Linked DNA regions of Sus scrofa: regions 1 and 2 are each linked to region 3. The links are chromatin contacts, called in public HiChIP or PLAC-seq and promoter capture Hi-C maps. All regions are on one chromosome and are shown on one strand. Each heading gives the region's core, a stretch centred on a gene start, on an enhancer-like site or on the middle of the called end of the contact. The rest is flanking DNA. Distances are from core to core; before and after follow the strand shown.

Evidence for each region. Promoter capture Hi-C pulls out the DNA fragments that hold promoters and counts their contacts. HiChIP or PLAC-seq counts read pairs in DNA pulled down with a chosen protein or histone mark.
Region 1: a contact with region 3 is called in an H3K27ac HiChIP or PLAC-seq map of alveolar macrophages. The contact joins the promoter of IFT88 here to the promoter of ZDHHC20 in region 3. A contact is called at or near these places in 2 of 5 promoter capture datasets (fetal liver and liver) and 1 of 2 datasets of contacts at active chromatin or transcription factors (alveolar macrophages).
Region 2: a promoter capture Hi-C map of fetal liver shows a contact between it and region 3, with 4 times the contacts expected there. The contact joins the promoter of EEF1AKMT1 here to the promoter of ZDHHC20 in region 3. A contact is called at or near these places in 3 of 5 promoter capture datasets (fetal liver and liver) and 1 of 2 datasets of contacts at active chromatin or transcription factors (alveolar macrophages).

The regions. Positions count from the first base shown.
Region 1 is chr11:942,028-944,727 of Sscrofa11.1, reverse strand. It overlaps IFT88 (intraflagellar transport protein 88 homolog), which reads right to left and starts at 1,278. Exons shown (of 26, transcript XM_021065434.1): 1 at 1,136-1,278.
Region 2 is chr11:1,093,801-1,096,500 of Sscrofa11.1, reverse strand. It overlaps EEF1AKMT1 (protein-lysine N-methyltransferase N6AMT2), which reads left to right and starts at 1,383. Exons shown (of 5, transcript XM_021065435.1): 1 at 1,383-1,581.
Region 3 is chr11:1,404,419-1,407,118 of Sscrofa11.1, reverse strand. ZDHHC20 (probable palmitoyltransferase ZDHHC20) reads left to right here and starts at 1,260. Exons shown (of 12, transcript XM_021065450.1): 1 at 1,260-1,508. The coding sequence starts at 1,391.

The sequences.
Region 1 (2,700 bases), core at 29-2,528, 460 kb after region 3:
AGCGGGTGAAGAATCCGGCGTTTCCGTGAGCTGCAGTGTAGGCCAGCGGCTACAGCTCCAATTTGACCCCTAGTCTGGGAACCTCCATATGCTGCAGATGTGGCCCTAGAAAAACAAAAACAAAACAAACAAAAATTTATGGCTGCACCTGCCAGCATATGAGAGTTCCCAGCTCAGGGACTGAATCCAAGCCGCAGCTGTGACCAACGCACAGCTTTGACTCACAGCTGTGGCAACTAAGGATCCTTTACCCACTGCGTTGGGTGGAGGACCCCAGTCAGGAGTGACTACAGCTGCTGCAGTCAGATTCTTAACTCACTGGGCCACCCGCGGGGAGACTCCTTTTTGCTTTTTTCTTGAAAGAAAAAAACTATAAGCAAATATTGAACTATAGTTAATATGCACTCAAATATTCAAGGGCAAGCTTAGTATCTGTAATTTAGTTTGAAGTGTACAAATGGAAAGCTGTGCACCAGAAATCCAAGGGCTGGTCAGAGTACCGACTGCCATCCCCTCACCGCTGCAGTGACCACGCGGGGTCCTTAACCCGCTGCGCCACACGGGAACTCCCGAATGTGCATTTCTAACAAGTTCCCAAGTGCTGCTCCCGGTCCATGGACCCCACCGTAAGGCCCACTGCGCGGAGTGAGAACTTCCCAGTACAAGCCCCACTGAGGTCGATTCGGCTTCAGGGACTTCGCAGAAGCAAGCAACTTTCACAACTGGAGACCCTCTCTGCTGGCGGTAACCAGACCAAAACGGGCTCCCCAGCTGACAGGCTGGGAGGGGCGTTCCGGATCCCGGTTCAGAGGCCCCTCTCCAGACGCGCCGCGGGGTCTTGACCGAGCGCCGGGACCCTCACCCCCCGGCGGGCTCGGCCCCTGGAGTCGGCACCGACGTCCGCCCTCCCCGGGGATGCCCCTCTGTGAAGGGGAGGCCGAGCTCGCGCCCGCGTCACTGCCGAGCCTCTCCCGGGGGTTTCGGGGCTTCGCGGCACGAGCTTGGGTCGGAGGCGCGAGGGCCGCGCGCGGCGGCGGGCCGGGGCGGGCGGAGAGGGGGCTGGGCCCCCCGCGCCCCCCGACGGCCCCCTCCGAGGGCAGCCGGCACCCGCGACCCCCCGCGGCCCCTCTCTTACCTCGCGGCGAGAGGACCAGGGCGACGGCGAGCGCGGCGGGGCGGCAGCGGCCTTTCGGTCACTCCGCGGAGCGCGGCGGCCACGGCGTTGCCACGCGCGGATCCAAGGAAGCGGCTCCCACAGTGCTCCGCGAGGGGGCGGGGTCCGGATCACCGGGAGGCGGGCGAGGCAGGGGGCGGGGCCTGAGGGAGGGGCGGGGCCTGCGGGAGGGGCGGGGTCGGCCGCCAGCCCCGAGCGCGAGGGGGCGCGGGGCTGGCGGAGGCGGTCCTGGGGCGCTGCCAGGTCGCGGACCAGAAAGCAAAGGAAGCCGTCTTCTAAATCCTAAGGAAATCAGCCGGAAGGCCGGCCACCGAGAGGCGGTGCCAGTGAATTGCTGTTAATCGCTCGGGCGCCCGCCGCCCAAACCTGTGAGCCCCGGAAGCGCGTCCCGGCTGCACAGCCTTCCCGATCCTCCTCCCACCGCGACCACCCCAGGGCCCCGCTGGAGTCCAGGCCCCCTGCCCGCCGTCCGCGCACCTCATGGTCCAGTCCTGTCCTCCTGCCCCGGACACACTCCAGGGCGGCCTGAGACGCGCCAAGGGCGGCTCCCAGCTTCAGAGTGACGCTCAGCAAGTGAAGAAGGAATGAAATTCATAACCCTTTCACTGCATTATCTTAAATTTTACAGATAAACGGGAGAGGGGGGCGTCTAAAGACACTAGTAGTTAATGAGTTTTAAATTTTAAGTGCCTGTCAAGAGACAATTCTCCATGAGTCTCTTGCTTTTGTTCTGGACTACTGTGATAGTTAATGCATTAAAGCTGGACGGAGGTACCCAGTTTTGGGCAAGTGAAGAAGGAATGAAATTTTTTTTAGATGTGATAGTGAGGTAGGCGGTAGATGGGCCCCTGGGCTGAGAACAGCTGGGACTGTTAGGCTGAGTAAACTGGGCCTTGCTTCTCTGACACATCAAGGAGAAATTTAATGCCAGGAGCTGAGCTCTGCTGGAATAAAAAGATGACCACATCAGGTGTTCCTGTCCTGGCTCGTGGCTCAGCAGTTAGCAGACCTGATTAGCATCCATGAGGATGAGGGTTTGATCCCTGGCCTCGCTCAGGGGGTTAAGGATCCAGCGTTGCTGTGGCTGTGGTGTAGGCCAGCTGCTGTAGCTCCAATTGGACCCCTAGCCTAGGAACCTCCATATGCCATGGGTGCAGCCCTAAAAAGATAAAAGACCACATCAATCCCTCCTGGAGTCAAGACCTCTCCAACGGAGTTCCCGTTGTGACACAGTGCTTAGTGAATCTGACTAGGAATCATGAGATTGCAGGTTCGATCCCTGGCCTTGCTCAGTGGGTTAAGGATCCGGCGTTGCCATGAGCTGCGGTGTGGGTCACAGACGTGGCTCGGATCCCGAGTTGCTGTGGCTGTGGTGTAGGCCGGCGGCTACAGCCCTGATTGGACCCCTAGCCTGGGAACCTCCACATGCCCTGGGAGCAGCCCTAGAAAAGACAAAAATAAATAAATAAATAAAAATTTAAAAATCAATCAATCAATCAATCAATCACCTTGCTGGTGCCCGCCTC
Region 2 (2,700 bases), core at 134-2,633, 310 kb after region 3:
CATTAAATTACAATGCAGATGTTTTCATGAGGAACATTTTAATCTTCCTGTATCACTGTGACAACCTGTCTGAGCAGGCAGCATTATTGGTGGAGGTGTAACTATTTGAACTCTCTGACAACTAGGTTCATTTTCATTGTAAAATAACACAGTAACACATTATATGCAGATTAACTGTCTCACAGGCTATGAAAGCAGTTTAAACTTAGCTTAAAAACATCTGTTTTAAACCAAAAATAACTTTAACTTAATCTCAAACTTAAAATAACTTTGCTTTAACTTAATCCTTTCTATCAAGTAAACCAAGGCAGTTTGCTGGGTTGGAACATTACCTCTAAAGCCACACTGCCGTGAACTTGGTTAGTTGTTTCTTGGGTCGTGTTATTGATTTCTCTTGTGTGTTTTCTTTCCTGCTCCTTTGTTAAGTTACACCTGTTCTTGAAATGCCTGGCTTAGTGAATGTGTCATGAGTTCAAAGCAATTAAAGCGTGGGTTGCTATAAGCCTGAAAACAGTATTTAAAATAGAAACTATAGTATTCCCAAAGTTGAAAACACGGTTTTTGTGGGTTTTTTTTTTCCTATCCTCACCTTATACCAGAAAGGATTTGAAGCTATTCAGCAGACCCTAGCTTAGTAAGATTATGGAATTGGTAAAGAAAATAAAGGAAAGGAAGGTAGGAAAGGAATACAGATTGATAGCCTCGGGGAATGGTAAGTAAATAGAGCATCAGGATTTGTAACCGCCAAGGTGGAAGGGGACTTGACTTTCCCTAGGTGCCGGTGTGCCCGGGTCTGCTGGGTGCTCTAGGGATGAACGCACTCCTCACTGAAGGCTCTGAAAGACTATATACCATGGGGCTGACCAAACTCTCCTACGTTTTCAGTTGTTTACATAGAGAACGTTATTACTTCATAATTAGATTATTTGCCGAATTAGTAGCTGTCTTATTTCAGCATGGAGACAGCTGTGCGAATCCTCTGCTTGGGCGGCTGTTGCATTCTTCACAGCAAATTCCAACATGACAGGTGCAGGTGGCTGGTCTTAGTCACACCGAGGAGGAAATTGCAGGGTTTAAAAGGCTTTCCCTAATCTATCGCTATTATAAATACTCAGTTTAATATATGAATTTCTCGGTAGACTGAGAGAACAAATTAGCAGATTTCCTTTGTATGTGTTTAACTTACCGGGACTCTAATTAAAACCTTAACTATCTTTTATTGCCACCACCAGAAGCACCTGCGGAGCCGAGCAGCTCCCAGCACCAGGCGGCCGGTCTGCGGCGCGGCTCCCAGCGGCCTCCCCCGCACCCGCCGGAGGGCGTGCGCATGCGCGGCCGCGGCCCCGCCCGCGGTTCCGGCTCGGCGAGACGGAGTGCGCACGCGCGGGCGCCGTCGGCGCTCGGGCCCGGCCCCGCGGGACTACGGCGCACGCGCGGACGCGGGTTGTGAGGGGCCGAGGCGCCGCCTCTGCCTCCCCGGGTCCCGGCGCGGCGCGCGGGGCGTCTCGTCGCGGGCTCGTGCGCGGGGCCTCGCTTCACAGGGCGTGGTTTCCCCTCACGTCAGAGCTTCTGAAGGAACAGGTCAGTGGTTTTAGAGGCGAGAGGAGCGCGCCGGCCGGGGCCGGGCGCCGGCGCGGGTACCCGCTGGGCCCCGGGGGCTCCCCGCCGGCTCGCCGCGCCTGGGCCTGGACGGCCTCGGGGGCAGCGCTGGGTTTTGTCCACGGGGAGGGAGGGTCGTGCCTGAAACTTGACCTGTGGAAACAGAACTTTGTGTGTTCGAGACGCGGGTGGACCTGCACGTTGCCTTTTGCGTCGTGGGTCCCACCATTTAAGTAGTTTCAAGTCGTGCGAAGCAGCACAGCCCCGCAGGGGCCCGTGAATCCCTCGGATGCTTCCCCTTAAGGCGTCGCCCCCGCTCGTGCAGTTCGCTCCGCAGGCCCCAGTCTGCATCCTTCGCCCACCCTCGGGGCGGAGGTGAAACGCCGGCAGCTGAGCTGCTCTCACCTGCCCCCACGTGCTCCCCAGGTGCTCTCAAGGCATAAACGGTGTCCTCCAGCCTGTCCACGGTCATTCGCCTGCCCTTCTCTCTAAAGCAGGGTCTCTCCCCTGGCATCCTAGCGTCAGTGACATTTGGGGCCGGGTAGCTCTCTGTTGTGCAGGGTGGTACTCCAAACTGTACGATTTACCAGCATCCCTGGCCTCTACCCGTTAGATGCCAGCACCACCCTCCCCAGAGAAGCGCTGATCTAGAGTGGGAGCCACATGAGGCTCAGCATCAGTTTAAAATGTAAATACAGCACTTCCAGCTCTTTGGACTTAAAACGTCACAGCACTTTCAACAAGCCGCTTAGAAAATACTGACATCATGCTAAGGATATGATAAAGGGTGGGCCTAAGTAAAAAAGGGGTAGCAGGTTAAAACTAAGGTTCATTTAGCTTTTAGCAGTGCCCAGTTCTCAATGCTGATACCCCAGGCCGAAACGAAGCCTTAGAACTCGGCCCATCAGCTTGCTGTGCGATGACTGCCGTGGCTCAGCCCGCGTGCACTCGCACTGATACTCCGTCCTGTTCTCCCTTCTCGGGGGACTCCCACCATGAGTGTGCTGGCCCCCCTGAAGGTGTACCCCTCTTTATTCCATTGTGTTCACTCGTCATTGTCTTAACTCTCCCTACATCCTTTGGTTCTGTTAGCATCGTTAG
Region 3 (2,700 bases), core at 11-2,510:
ACGTTTTTGTGAGATTGCTTCATAAAATTAATTTCAGTGAATTCAAGTCCTTATTGTTTTTATTGGCATCCTTTCTCAGTATTAGATTCCACTGTGTTTTGGAATTGTGGTTTAATTCTAAATTTGTGAGTTTGTGGGTTTTTTCCTTCTTCGTTCTTTCCATATTCACAGCTACATGACTTCCGGAAATGGAAACCTCGCCTGAAGTCTTCCCACCTACCTCTAGTGGCCTTTTTTCTCCCCTGGCTCTCAGCTGACAACCAGAACTTTTAAAAGGGCATTTTGAAGTTCCTGGCTGGCAGTAAAAATGGGGATTATGCAGCTCGAGGCCTCAGGCTGCCAGCATTGCTCCAGTACCAGGGTGGAGACCTGCCCCATGGTCTCCAGTCTCTGTTAAAAGCCACCATCCTGAAGGAAGAAAGGTTCTCATACTGCAGTGGGGAAGCATTTGGGCTTACTCATGATTTGGCCAGTTAACACATGATTTGGCACTGGAGCAGCCTGTTTTATGGCCTGTCATACATGTTGTCCACTGTGGTTTGCATGCTTTAACATGAAAGCATTATCCAGAGGCGGAGAATGTCCACTCCGCAGGTAGGGTAAATGCCTCCCCTTCCTGGGACACCAACACCAACACTTCAGCCGAGATAAGGCCCGTTCCAGATGCGGTCACGGACGCAATGTGTGCAGGCAATCTGTCGCTTCTGGAATCCGGAAAGGATACTTGTAGGTTCCTCCATGATTCCAGGCATTATTTATAAATGATTTTCTAGTTTAAACGAATTCTGGAAATTTCAGCCGTCTTGGGGGGGGTGGTTAGGGAGAGGGTTGTTGCCCCATCGCAATTCAATCCCAAATGTGGGTTTCACATCACATTGGCTAAAGGCTTCCATCTTCGAAAACGGAGGGGTTCCGCCCGAATCGCGAGCAAACGATTTCAAAGCGCGGGAGTCCTAATCGGAGAGGTACGTGCAAATCCCAGGGTTTGCAGCCCGCGCGGCTCGCGGGTCCCCGCCGGGAGCCTCCAAGCCTGAACCTCTGTTCACCCGGGCCTCGCCGGACCCCGCGGGCCGCCAGGAGGCGGTGCGCACCACGCCTGCGCGCCCCCTCCGCCCACTTCCGCCGTCCTCTGCCCCGCCTCTTCCGCTGCGGACTCCCGCCCGCGCGGCCCCGCCTCCAGGCCGCGGCGCAGACGCACTGCGGGACTGGGGCGGGGCCGGGCGCGACGCGGCGAGGGGAGGGGTCGCGGCGGGGACGGGGGCGGGGCGCCGAGCAGGGCGCCGAGCCTCCGGGAGCGTCCAAGTCGCCGCCGCCACAGCCGCCGCCGCCGCCGGGGGCTTGGCGCGCCCCGCCACCCCGGGCCGCTGGGTGCCGCGGCCGCCGGCGGAACATGGCGCCCTGTACGCTGTGGCGCTGCTGCCAGCGCAGCGTGGGCTGGGTGCCGGTGCTCTTCATCACCTTCGTGGTCGTGTGGTCCTACTACGCGTACGTGGTGGAGCTCTGCGTGTGTGAGTACCCGGCGGGGCCCCGGAGTCGCCCCGGGCGTCGGCCCCGCAGGCGCGCGCGGTGGGCAGGGCGCTCTCAGCGTCCGCCGGGCCGTGTCCGCCCGAGCCGGGCGCAGCCGCTTGCGACCCGTTTGTTCCGGGAGGCGGCGGGCCTGAGCGGCGGCAGCCGCGGCTCCTCCGCGCCTCCTTCCTGGAAGCCCATCGGGTCCCGGGACCCCGCGGGGACCAGTGTGGGCGACACCGAGGGCAGTTCTCTGGAGGGAGGGGACGCTTGGGGAGACGCGCGCCGTCGGGGCGGAGGACGCGCCTACGCGGAAGCGCCGCGCGGGGACCCCCGTCCCGGGCCCGCGTTGGCGCAGCCCCCGGCGGGCGCTCCACGTGGAAGGGAATGCTCTGCTCAGGTTTGAGGGGACGTTTTCAGACGAAAAATTTTAAGAACATTGTTTCGAACCTATGGAACATTTAATTTCGAAGAAAGCTGTCCCTGCCAGAAGAAGTTAGTTGCGGAACACGTTTTCAAGTCAAGATGGGGCGGTAGTCTGTTGAAGATTGTTTACTTTCCTCCGTTTTGATACCAAAACATGTGTCAGGAATGTTTGAATCAGTTGAAGCTGGCTAGACTTAGGTGTTTCTTAGTTTCTTACAGCTGCTTCCAGAGATGCTCAGAGGAAGGTCCTCAGCTTGTGATGATACTTATTTACTCTGAAGTGAGAGCATTTATTCCCAGTTGTGCCAGTCCTATTTAATTCTGTCCGGTTATTGTACCCTCCCTCTCCCAAGTCCTTAATGGTTTCGAAGCAAAGCCTCTGCAGGAACACTGCAGGGTGCACGTAGGTTGAAGTCGCACGTTTAACCTATAGATGGTCGTCAGAAGTATCAAAAGGAGACATCGAATCGGATGGGAAAGGAACGTGAATGCGCTGGTGGGGATGGAGGGAGCATCTGTCTTTCTCACGTCTCTGAGCAGATGTAGGAAATGAGTGTGACTAGGTCACACGGTTGTTGAGTGGCTACGGAACGTGACTCACGTCTTTCCACCCTGCGTTTACCTGTTACTGAGGCAGGAGGGTCGGCGCAACTCATTGTTTGGTCCTTAGTGGGGGGGGCGTGGCTAAGCTCTTGGGAGGTTAGTTAGGCTTCAGGCCCAGCCTTTAGAGATCACACCCCAGGATTTCATTAAGTCAAAACAGTCTGC